Linked DNA regions of Anas platyrhynchos: region 2 is linked to region 1. A link is a contact called in public Hi-C data. All regions are on one chromosome and are shown on one strand. Each heading gives the region's core, a stretch centred on a gene start, on an enhancer-like site or on the middle of the called end of the contact. The rest is flanking DNA. Distances are from core to core; before and after follow the strand shown. Region 1 holds the start of RIOX1 (ribosomal oxygenase 1). Region 2 overlaps NUMB (NUMB endocytic adaptor protein).

Region 1 (6,016 bases), core at 2,888-5,387:
TGCTTTTGCAGAAATAGCCTGACTACTCAGCTCTGCCCAGGCCTGGTGTCCCACTGCTAAACAGGCGGTACCTGCCAACCCTGTCAGGCCAAATGCCACAGGGGTAGTTACCAAATAGCAAGTGCAAACACATGGCACAAGGTTCTTGATAACAATCTGCCTTCAGGCTTGCTGGTTGTTATCCTTGGGGAATAGACTCAGAGGAAGGCACAGCTGCAGTCCCCCTCCCTTGGATGTTGGTGGTATTGTACTGGTGCACCTGTGAGCAGAGGTTGACCAGAGAAATTTCAAATAAGCTAATGAAATCAGGTCCTATGCAGCTATTTTCCAGCTGATGTGGAAAGATTCAAATGCAAGAGTGCACCAGCCACCCTATGCTGGGGCTCAGGAAGCTTGCAAAGGAAATTTATGGAGCAGCTCAGGGAAATGTTAAATGGCAGGGCAACTTCACTGTTGCAAGGGAGAGATCAGTTTGTCACTAGGTCTTAAGTCTTCATTAACATTTAGGCATCTCATTATTTTTCTCAGTGGAAGTCAGTGTTGTGATCCTGATCAGAAAATCATTGTACATCGAGTCAATGATCCACAGAAGAGTTAACCTGAGCACAACCAGGCCTGTGCCACATTGTGCATAGAGCATGGCCTCCAGGCCTGTGCTGTGCTGCTGAAATCCTGTGGCCTCAGGATTAGCTCAGGAAACTTTTCATACCTGAGGAGCCTGTGTGCAGCTCCCAGTCGGTACTGGCAATCATGCCACCCACATGGCCTTGCCTTTATGGTAGGATCACAGGATATCCTGAGTGGGAAAAGATCCACAAGGATCATCGAGTCCGACTCCTTAGTCCACATGGGACCATCCAGAAATCAGGCCACATGTCTGAGAGCATTGTCCAAGCACTTATTGAACTCCAACAAGCTCAGTGCCATGACCACTGCCCTGGGGAGCCTGTTCCAGTGCCCAGCACCCTCTGGGTGAAGAACTTTTTCCAAATATCCAGCCTGATCCTCCCCTGTCACAGACTCATGCCATTTGCTCAGCTCCTCTCACTGGTCCCCAGGGAGCAGAGCTCAGCACCTGCCCCTCCTCTCCCCTCATGAGGGAGCTGCAGGCCGCCATGAGGCCTCCCCTAAGCCTCTTCTCTGGGCTGAACAAATCAAGTGACTTCAGCAGCTCCTCATACATCTTGCCCTATGGATCCATCACCATCTTCGTAGCCCTCCTTTGGACACTCTAATAGTTTTATGTCCTTCTTATTGGGGCACCCAAAACTGCATGCAGGACTCAAGGTGAGGCCACACCAGTGCAGAGTGGGACAATCCCTTCCCTTGACCAGCTAGCCATGCTGGATACAGTTGGACCTTTTGTCTGACAGGGCACACTGGTGACCCATATTCAACTTGGCATTGACCAGAAACCCCAGATCCCTTTCCGTAGGGCTGCTCTCCAGCCTTTCATCCCCCAGACCGTACATATAGCCAGGTACAAAATCTGGCACTAGCTCTTGTTAAATTTAACATCATTGGTGATTGCTCGGCTCTCTAAGTTGCCAAGATCTCTCTGCAAGGCCTCTCTGCCCTCGAGGGAGTCAACAGCTCCTCCTAATATAGTATCGACAATGCAGCAAGTGTCTTGTTAGATACTAACAGTGCAGCAAGTTCTCATGCACGTTTCTGTTTGACTGTAGACAAGATACTCAGAGCTGTATCCTTTTAAGAAAACTCTGTAATAGCTTGAATAACCAGCAGGGGAGTATCTCTGCTGTGCGCTATCTGCATGGCATGGTGCTTGTGTGTTAGAGTCCACTTTGATGCTCCACATCGAAAGGGAACTAAGATTGTGCTATTCTCTTCTCATAACATTAGCTCTAACAGCATTTTTAATGTTACCTCACAGAGTCTAAGTGCCTTGCTTACCAGGATCATAAATACCCATCACCAAGTATGTCTGTACGTAATAAGAGTACATCCCACAGTAGTGCAGGCTGCTTTACAATACTTGGTAAACATAGAAGATTTACAGATTGTAAAAAGTTCACTAGCTTCCTGAAGTTAGCTAGGATGCATATGGCTGGCAAAAGGGGAAATGAAAAAACAAAACAAATAAAGAAAAACCTCTCCAGTCACTCAGCCATGCAGAGTTGCTTCTAGAGAGGATCCTTGTTTTAATAAGAACATTTGATTTTTCTGTCCAGGTCAAAGTCATTCTTCACTCAGATCAGATACTGTGATCAGACTGCTCATTCACACCTAAGCAGGTATAAAGTGAAAACAAGAGAGAATACTTTCTAAACAAATGTATGTTTATTTTGTACAAAAACAAGAGTTACACTTGCACCAGTGGTTTCTTAGTAGTCAGAATGCCCTTCTCAAACAGGAGTGTGGCTAAAGAAATCTTGTCATCCAACGTTCCACATGGGAGGGTATCCACAGTGACATGGTTTGGATAGGAAGACAGAAGAAATTCAATACTGTCTGTATACTCAGGATCTATCTCAAGGTACTTGGGTTCTTCCTTATGATACACTCTTGAATTTTCTGTTGTGTAGTACAGCATCACACCTGCTTCTTCATTGCACAACCTAATGATGCCATGACGGAGGAGACGAACTTCTGTGTCTTTTGTTATTAGTATGTCAACATTGCGGGGACTTCCATCTTGCCACTGGGCTGGAAAGCCATACACGCTTAGCTGTTTTTCACTTTGGGTAAGCACCGGGGGGAGACAGTCATGAAGAAACGACTTGGCTCTCTGATCTACAGCAGCATCAATGGGTGCATAGTCAACAAGTTTCTTCACCAGTCTCTGCAGCTTCTCCACAAAAGCCGTTCGGCAAGCGTCAGCTGCATCGGAGTTGGCGACCCCCATGTACCCCAGGTAGCCTATGGGAAGCCCTTGCCGGTACTCAACATCCTCCTCCAGGGCCATCTGCAGGGCCGCCGGGAGGAGCTTCTCCAGGAGGTCGCCCCAGGAATTCCTCTGGTAGGAGGACACCGTGATGTGGAGCGAGTGCGCGTCAGGCAGACAATCGCCCTGGTGGATAAAGCCCCGGGGAAAGTAGAGCAGGTCCCCAGCCTCCAGCACCACCTCCAGCACAGGCTTGCCCAGCTCAGCCTGCGTCAGGTTTGCGCTGGAGAACTGGGGCAGCACCTCGGTGTCTGTCCGGGGGCTGTAAACGCGCCAGTGCTTCTTCCCCTCCAGCTGCAGCACGAAGGCCTCGATGTCATCGTAGTGGGGGGCGAAGCCCTGCGTGCCTGGTGGCGTCAGGTAGGTGTTGGCCCCCGCCATGCTCCCGAAATACTCCTGCAGGACGGAGAGCAAGTGCCAGACCGTGGCGGAGAAGGCCTGGGGGTTGAGGAGCCGCAGGGAGCACCCGTTCTGGTAGAAGTCCCAGACGACGGCGGGCAGGGCCCGGCCCACGGGGTTGTGCGTCTCCCGCACCCCCTCGGCGTAGCTGGTCACGTCCAGGTGGGTCCCGAACTGCACCTCGCCGCTGCGCAGGATGGCGTCGAAGTCTGCCGTGGAGAACAGCCCCGCGTAGTACCCGGGGTCCCCCCGCCGCACCAGCAGCGGCGCCCGCTCCCAGTGCCGCCCCGCGAACTCCCCCGGCTCCACCGGCGCCACCAGCCAGCGGAACAGCTCCGCCGCCCGCCGCCGGCTGTCCTCCAGCAGCCCCAGCCGCCGCAGCAGCCCCGGCACGCCGCCGCCAACCGAGCTCGCCGCGGGGCCTCCCGGCGGCTTCGCCTCGGTGCTCCCCACCGGAGCCCGCACCCTCGGGGCGCCCGGGCTCGGCGCGGGGCCCCCCGGCGGCTTCTTCTCAGCGCTCCCGGGCGCTGCCTCGGCCCGCTCCACGCGGCCGGGCACGGCGGTGGCGGCGCTCGGCGGCGGTGGCGGCGCCGCCAACTCGTGGCCGCCTCCTCCTCTCGCCGCGCCGCGCCTCGGCCGCGCCTTGGCCCGCCTGCCTCCCGCGGGCAGCGGCGTCCCGCGGCGGCGCCGCTCCAGCCGCTCGGCCCCCGCCGCCCGGCGGTACACCGAGAGCGCCGACAGCCGGCCCAGCCGCCGCCGCTGCTGCTGCTGCAGCTCCTCCGCGCCGCCCGCCGCCATCTCGGCCCGCCCCGCTGGGCCGCTTCCGCCGGGGTGGGCGCGGTGGCGCCGCCCGGCGCCGGTCCCGCCGTGGGGCCTCAACGAGCCCGGTGCTGCCTAGGGCCCGGCAGGCTGCAGGGGCGTCTCGCTGTTCACAGGGTGTAGCCTCGTGGTGCTGGGTACATGGTACTCGGAGCTGACCCCTCCGAGGCTGCTGCTTCAGGCACTAGGCTATGTTGGTGATTTCCTGATCAAGAACAAGCTTCAATAGGAGAAATTCACTGAGCAATACTCGTGTGAGAAAAATCTCTGGTGGACTGACATCATTTGTGGGAATGGATTTTGCATGGACATTTTACCTCCTGTTAGTCCAGAGCATGTAACTGGAGCAATTACCCGAGTGTGCTCAGGAAGCTTACGGTTTACAAAGGTGTTATTAACCTCTCACAGATCTGAATATCAGCTTCACACAGCTATGTATTTAACATAAAGTAAGCAGCTAACATTCAAAGACACATGCAGATCTGTCGTGTGGGCCACTTAGTGTAACGGGCCTAGGATAGGGAGCTGGAAAGCCAGTCTTGGCCTCTTCCACCTTTAGCATTGCCAGGATTTCAGCCCCGACCTACATTTACGTGGTACCAGGAGGCAGGAGCAGAAATCCCCAGCCCGGCCCAGTAAGGGTGCTCTCAGCTGCTCAGTCTTAACTGGAAACAGACACCTTACAGGTTTAAGATATTTTGGCTTGTCTTAAGATATCTTTCGATTGCAAGCCTCATTTTAGAGGTGCGTGGATAACATTATTGCCTCCGGTTTAATTTCTTGAGCATTTTCGGCCTTGCCAGCAGGTGGCAGAGGCAGCCCGGCGCTCCCGCACTGCCGGCTCCTCCGCAGGGTGTTTGGGGAAGGCTGGAAGAGATGCCGGAATGGGCATGGGGAGGTTTCTTGGCAGGATTTCTGCTCTGGATGGGGTTTAAAATGAGAGGAAAGTGAAAGCAGGCTGTGTGTTCGTGTGTATCCTGGGAGAGAAGGAAGGGTGAGCTCTGCATTTCAAACCGTTCTTTGTTTCCCAAGGTTAAGCCCTGCTTACCCGAATAATCTTATCAGCTGAAACCGTTTCAGCAGAACTGGGCCCTAAACAAAACCAAGAGGCAGACGCTTTGAAATAGGGTAGAAATTCGACTATTGTATGCTTGAATTGCATGTAAGCATGGCTAAGTAGGCTTTGGGGGGAAAAAAGACCTTTGAAAACTCTGGGCTTCTGAGGTGTTATTCGTGTTACTGTTTAATTTACTCGAGTGCAACCAATTCTTAGACGCTGAGAGCTTGGTACAGAGCCTGACCCGAGTTGCTCCGGAATATCTCTAATGAGTTCAGCAGTGCTGTCCTGGGTGTTTACCAGTACAGTGGGTTCAAAGTCCCACTCTGGGGCTCTGATCTTGGTACGAATGCCACTTTCTACTGCTGAAAGATAGATGACTGACACTGGATTTCTTGATGTATACCAAAGTCCCAAAGTGAAGGACATGGTGGAAAATAATGGTGGTGAAATCTCTACAACAACAAAATGTTTCTTTTGACAGTTGAGCCTTTCCAATGGTAAAGGCTTTCATGAATAAAGAACGTTGCTACTTTTCTGTGCCACACAAGAAAGGATTTTGACCTACGGCGCAAAGAGAGAGCTTTCATATCACTTACAGAGTACTCAGATGGTTTTCTAGGAATAGCCAAGAGGTTTACATGCCGTTTTCATTCACTGTCCGATATTTCAAGGGAATTTGTTGAAAAGAAAGTAGAGCGTCACATAAAACTCTTTAAATAAACAAAAGGAAAGTAGCACAGATCTCTGAATGATTAGGTGGTCCCCAGCTGCTGCTCACACAGACATAGTAGCAACTGGAGGCTCAATTAAATTTCTTAATTAGAATTTAGCAC
Region 2 (6,378 bases), core at 3,851-6,350, 73 kb after region 1:
TGCTCCACTGAGAATATCAGGAAGTCCGGATGTTCAACTGCTAATATTTAGCAATCTCACAATTAGATGAAAACTTAAAATCAGAGCAGTTGGGCATTGAGGTACTTTAGTTTATTCAATTTTAATTTATCTTCCAAAATACTGTGCTTTGAGATGGTCATTAGGGAAAAGTGTTATTAGGCTTGAGATGCCAGGCGGGTGTTAACTGTTGTTTCATAGATATAGACAGGAAGTATGGCATTGTGAGCGAACAAGATAAACCAGATGTAGAGTCATCGTTCTAGTGGGTGGTACTGTATTTTGCTCACAAAAAGAATAGCACTTTGTGCTCTTGAAGGAGAGTATCCTGTCATACAGTTCTTGGGCATTATTCAAAAATACATGCGTTCCAGGAAAAGTATGCTGCTACCTGTGACCTTAAATATCTGATGGGGTATCTTTTCTTCCTGATATTCTCAGTGGAGCAGAATAAGCAGATCTTGCTAAGAATAGTGAACTCATAGGAATGCTCTCAAGTCTGAAACAGTGAAGATATCTTTTTTTGTAAATCCCTATTTGGTATTCCAGTGTGGTCCTGTGGTTGCCTGTAGTGTGGCTTCTCAACCACAGTTTAATGTGTGTCTGCGGGGGTTAATCTGACCTTATTCTTTATGGTCTGCCTTGCCTGCACTCTCTCTAAAATCATCAGCCTTATTTATTAAAAACAGAGTGGAAGTCTACCTTTGGAAGTGATGAACAAGATTTTAGCTGTATAGCTGGTGAAGACCCAAGAATTGTTAACACTGTCTTTAAGATATTCTGTATGAAATAAAAATACAGGAAAATAATATAATAGATGCCATTGTGAGGGCTTTGTTTCTTCTGATGCTTGCTAATTTATTCAGGTAAGACTTCTTTTTTTTTTTGAGAGAGAGAGAGAAGACTAGTGCAAACACAGTAGGGAATGTTTGCTCTCGGTTTCTCTTGTAAAAGAGAGATAATGAAAGTTTGATGGAAGAAAGATATGTCACTGTTAAAAGTAGCGTTAAGTTGGTGTGTTTAACTTCTTCCCTTCAGGCGTTTCTTTTTTTTGCCCAGAGTTGGGGTGTTTGTAGAGTGCTAGCACAGATTTATCCTTTTTTAGATTTTACAGAACATGTGGAACCACTTTGAAAATCATGTTGCAAATAGGATTTCATCCTGCCTCCAGGCTCTGTTCTGTTAGTGTTGGACAGGGACTCAGTAGCTGTTCATTCATTGTTCCTTGAGGATGCTGTATTGAAAACAAATTTAACATTATTTAAAGGTTCTCTGCATTGGCACTGTTCTTGAAGCTATTCCTGTGCTACATCCTCAGCTGATCCTGTTTGTTAATTACAGTCTCTAACTGTGGTGTTGAATTTTGAGCAAACCTGATGCATCTAAGGAACATCTGTGTTTGGTAGAGGTAATGCTTTGTGAAAAATATTAGCAAAATCCCTGTAGCGTTGTTGCCTTAAAATTCAGGGAGGTGGGTTTGCTGTATGGTTTGTTCAGTGCTGTGCTCATAAATTTGGAGCTCATAATTCTGGGTTTGTACGGTTAATTTTCGGCAATAACTCCTCAGTTTTTGGTTTAGTGATCTTTGCTTATCTACTGTTTGCAGGATGTCTGTGTCGTATGTAACAAGCTGCTGGTTGTATTTTCTCAGTCATCCCAGTGTGCGTAGGATTTTACACATAGCCCTTCGCTGTATTTGAAATCTAACCACACCTGAGGAGGTAATCTGACACATTCACAACAGGGCCTTTGAATGGGCAGTGACTTGCCTGCTCTGCTCTTTTATGTGAACTCTTTTGAATTGGCTAAAGTTGCATTGAAAGAAGAGCCTTGATACTGGAACATACAACTGAATGGTTTTTTGCACTCCACCACATCAGCAGAGAGACAGGTGCACGTCTGTCAGCAGAGGTATGTAAAGGGTATTAGACTTGTGTTTAGGCAAGTGTGACTTGCAGACTTTTACTATCCCATTAGGCACAGAATTGTAAGGTTCTATTAACCTTTGTGGTATGGAGGCATGATAGGTTTTATCCTTTATAGATGCATGCAGAGCTGCCTCTTTATGAAGTGTGGAACCGTTAATACTTCTTGAAAAGTCGCTGCAGAAAATACGACAGGCATTCAGGTCTCAGACAGGACCATTCTCTTTCACTGTTCTAGAAAATTAAAAAGTAACTACTGTGCTTCAGTAGTGAATCTTCCCTCTGAGGAGAAAAAAATGTGCCATACCTATGTAATATATAAAAGGTTTACATAGAGACATTGCATTTACAACTGTTCAGAAGTCAATTATTCTAACGGACGTTAAAGCTGCTCTTATCAGTGCTATAATTTATTTTTACACAATCTCTATAAATTATAATTGTCCAAAATGAAGTTCATTGACATACACGTTTTCCAACTTGCTTTCTTGCTCCAGACACTACCTCACTGAGACCATGCAGCTGTTCTATGTTTTAATGACTAAAATATTTGACACTAGGGCTTCTTTTGTCTGAAATGCCTTTCCGAATGTCCCTCTGGGTAAGTAGTTTTTGTTCATACAAGTGCACTGTAGAGTAACTGGCCTGTGAAATTTATATCAGGAAAATTAGGTCATTTCCCCCTACTTACGAGAATTAAACAAATTGAACATTTGCAAGTTCTTGGTTCTTCTAACCAACTTATGTATCAAAGGGAACATTTACAGTTGATTCCTACCTGTGGTTCTAGAGGACTCAACAGCCAGATGCAGCTTGGATTAATTGGATTAGTTTTATTCTGTCACTTACTTCCAAGTTTCTGGGGGTCAATCTCTTTTGACCTTAATGTGTCTAAGGCTACTGTTGCCTGTAGCCTGCAAGGTTGCTTGTGTATGTATTTTATTCCACTTATTTCAACAGAAAAACTAAATATATCAATGAATAAAGTCAGTGGGGAAGAGTAACATACCACACTTGTGTTTTGAGTCTGAAGTCCGGAGTTTAGCACTGAACACATGGTGTCATGTGAATTAGCCTCTCCACTGAATCTTGATTTCTATGTTAGTGTTGCCAGATAGAAATCAAATGGATACAGTAGTACGTTCACTTACAAGAGAATTAACTTTTCAGATCAAATACTCTTCGATTGTTTTGTCTAGTTCTTGCTTTGATGGGAGATGTTTGGAAGACACTAACACTTTATATTAATATATAACTTAGTATAATGTTTATAATTAATAATAATAATAAAGAATATTTTTAAAAAGCGCAGAGAGGATAAAAGAGGGAATGACTTGCTCTAGGCCTCATAGAATATTGTCACTGGGTCAATGTGGCTGTGAGTGCTGGCTTCCATCTCTGGGATCCCTGTGACGGAGCAGTGTCTTACGTAATTAGTGTGTATGCAGCCCACTGAAACCTCCCTCAGTAGGAAATAGGCCACAGCTGTCCCTTTGCTGTGTGCTCTCACACCACTCATAGCTGCCCAGTTGTTGTTTTTAGTTTTGGAATTTACATAGTGAGCCTTATTGCTTAATGTCTAAGATACAAATCTCATGTTAAAAATATTTTTTTATATTTTAAATTAGTTTATAAGCACAGCTTGCATGCCATTCCCTTCCTCCAGATCAGAAAGGCTGGTAGTCAGCACAGGTGACTGGCTGTTATTTCACCTGTTAATACATACACTTTTAGTTTGAAATAATAATAGCTGTGAAGGAGTTTACTTGCTTCTGATGCTGCAGTGCCTTTAAGTAAGGCCTGTGGTATTTTTGACTGTGGAGGCTTGAGATGCTTGAACAGTCTTTGGGAACTATGTTAAGCATTTTTAAGAAGTTAAAGTGACAAATCTGCTGATTTCTGAAACGTCGCAAAGCCTTACACGTTAAACACTACAAATCCCAACCTCTTAAGGCATGAATTGATGTTAGCAGTGAACAATAAGCATACATATGGCATGATAACCCAGCAGCATGTAATTTTTTTAATTCCTGCAGCGTTTCAGATCCCAGGAAGACAGCTAATTGTAACAGAAGGTGTAAGACTTATCTTAAATAAATTCCTATGCACTTTTGTCATGACTAAAGGAATGCAATTCAATCCATAATCTTTAAACTTTTCAGATTTGTATATAGCCTTTAGTTTGAATAGCCTTGCAAACAAGTTTGAAATGAAACTTCTTACTCATTTTAAAAACCCGCTTGTCTTTGGCCAAGGTCAAATTCTTACATTGTTTAATAAACTTCAAATTGTTTTAAAGATACGAGTATTTATGTCTAGAGCCGTAAAAATGGTTTAGATGTCCTTGTAGAAATTTAGCTTTTAAATATAATTTAAGTATTGGAAATTAAAAAGAAAAAAAGTTATTATTGGGTTATCCTTTTTAATTTTGAGTTTTTGTTTTTTATTTTGCTGAGCTAGAGGATTTCCAATGTCATAAGTGGAAATTGATTTATTTGCAGGACTTGAAGAAAAGGTACGATGTGCACCTGTGCATTGTGTTATCATCACTTGTTTTTTAACAGACTTTTAAGTTTATTTACAAATACTGAGTTCCCAGAAGTGTAGGAATTGCACATCAGAGTGAACGATTGAAAAATTAAACATGCACAAAGCTGTAAAGGGGCTAGGAAAATAGCGGGTCTTTTAAGCCTCATCAAGGGAAATTTTGGATAGGCATTCACAACGATAACTCAGTAAATCAACCCCCCTTTCTAACAGTATGTCATGTAAGCTACAGGGTGGATGGCATACCCTATTGATCTCCAGCTACAGAAATGTTGTAGTGCTACCGGGCTGACTTCTCTGATGTAGATGTGGAAGTAGATCCTGCCTTGAGGCAAGCGGTGTCCTACATAACCTCCTGGGTTCCTTCTCAGCCACATTTCAGGGATTTGTGAGACGACGAAGAATACAGCATTTGTGTATCCTACATTGAACTTTGCTACTTCATCTTCAATAGTCCTAACGGGAAATGTTTTTTATTTCCTCACAGTGTTCTTTCTGTTCACACTGCTAAGTATAACGTGAGAATCAGTAAGAGAAATGTACAGCGTGATTCTTAGATGGGTGTGGTGTGAAAGGACACTGAGAACTACTGGTACAGATATTGCTTCATTCTTAGAGTTAAATTGTTTTGGCCCATGCTATTCAGAGACATTTAGTGGTGATAGCAGTTACAGAGCATATTTGCTGAGGAGTTAACAAATTAATGAGACGTTTTCTGTTCTGGTGACTTAGGGAAGTGGAAGAAATCAGACCCCAAGGGAATGTATAGCATCATAACTAACCTGTAGTTCTGAATAAGCAGAATTTAGCTTAGTTTGTTTGGTGATGCTTAATCATGCCTTTTTTCTTTTTTTTTTTCGTCATTATCTGTGCTTCTACAGCTCTAAGCAAACATCTGTTTCAAACCAATAAATTAAAAAGCATCAGCATGAATATGAGAGAGGAGAGAAGTAACGTATTGAATATTTGGATGTAAATCTTACTGAGGCCAGTGGAAAATTAGCTCAGCTTTGAGATGCATCCAGGCTTCTTGGATTTAATCTGGTATCTAGTTGCAAGACAGGATTTCACCCTGAAACTGCGAGTTAAGTACACCTTAACTGCGAGTTAAGAACACCTGTTCTAGAAGAGTATCTATGCATACAGATTCCAAGTATTCAGTCTTCAAATGGAGTATTATTTATAGCAGTAGAGAGAACAGTATTTACACAGAGGAAGAAAGAGGAATGCTGCTGCCTCCAGGAAAAATACCGAGGAAATGGTAGTGTGCTGCTCTCAGCAGCAGTTAGTTCTCTAACATGGGACACCTTGGCCAAGACTTATGGTAAGCTCTTTTCTTGTGTCCATGTAGTTTAAAATATAATCTGAAGAGCCTAATCTATTATTGTAAATAAAACAGTGCAAGTGAACATCTGGCAATGTAGAGAAAACTACAGTAATTTGTGTATCTGCCTCTGTTTGGAAGAGAGACCTTAACTGCAAATAGATCCAGCCAGTTGGCCAGGTGGAAGAAATTCTGGTGAAGGACCTTTTCTTTTTGCCAGCAGCTATTGAACTTTGCATTTTGGAAAACTGGGATAACCAAGTATTTGTGAAAGAAAAGAAAACAAAGAAGTACAAGGTATTATTTTTTGTAATAGGACACAAACTGTAGAGCAGTTTCATTTAATTTTCTGACCAGCAACATTTGTGGCCTGATACATCAGCCCTTGATGTTTAATTAGGAATGCTTTCCATTGCATATGTTTGGGGGAAGTCAGTAGGACAGCTTCACCAAAAATACTTGCTGTGATAACTCAGGTTGTTCACTTTTAGCGGAAATTGGGAAAAGCTTAAAATGTTGAAAAAGAATTCAGTTTTTCAAGCACTTTTCAAGTTCCAAGGGCAT

What was found. Hi-C and Micro-C count contacts between places; a contact is called where the count stands out from the background.
Region 2: a Hi-C map of skeletal muscle shows a contact between it and region 1, with 1.5 times the contacts expected there. The contact joins the enhancer-like site here to the promoter of RIOX1 in region 1. A contact is called at or near these places in 2 of 8 Hi-C or Micro-C datasets (F1 follicle and skeletal muscle).

Annotation. Positions count from the first base shown.
Region 1 is chr5:35,136,070-35,142,085 of IASCAAS_PekinDuck_T2T, forward strand. It overlaps RIOX1 (ribosomal oxygenase 1), which reads right to left and starts at 4,138. Exons shown (of 1, transcript XM_005021698.5): 1 at 2,280-4,138. The coding sequence starts at 4,102. The coding sequence ends at 2,324.
Region 2 is chr5:35,208,456-35,214,833 of IASCAAS_PekinDuck_T2T, forward strand. All of the region lies in intron 3 of NUMB (NUMB endocytic adaptor protein), which reads left to right. Among named protein-coding and RNA genes, the nearest start is that of NUMB, 65 kb to the left of the region's middle. Within about 2 kb of position 5,101, at least 1 of the 8 cell types and tissues checked has an H3K27ac peak or open chromatin away from gene starts, as enhancers often do. A contact at or near this core is called in F1 follicle, where this site is marked.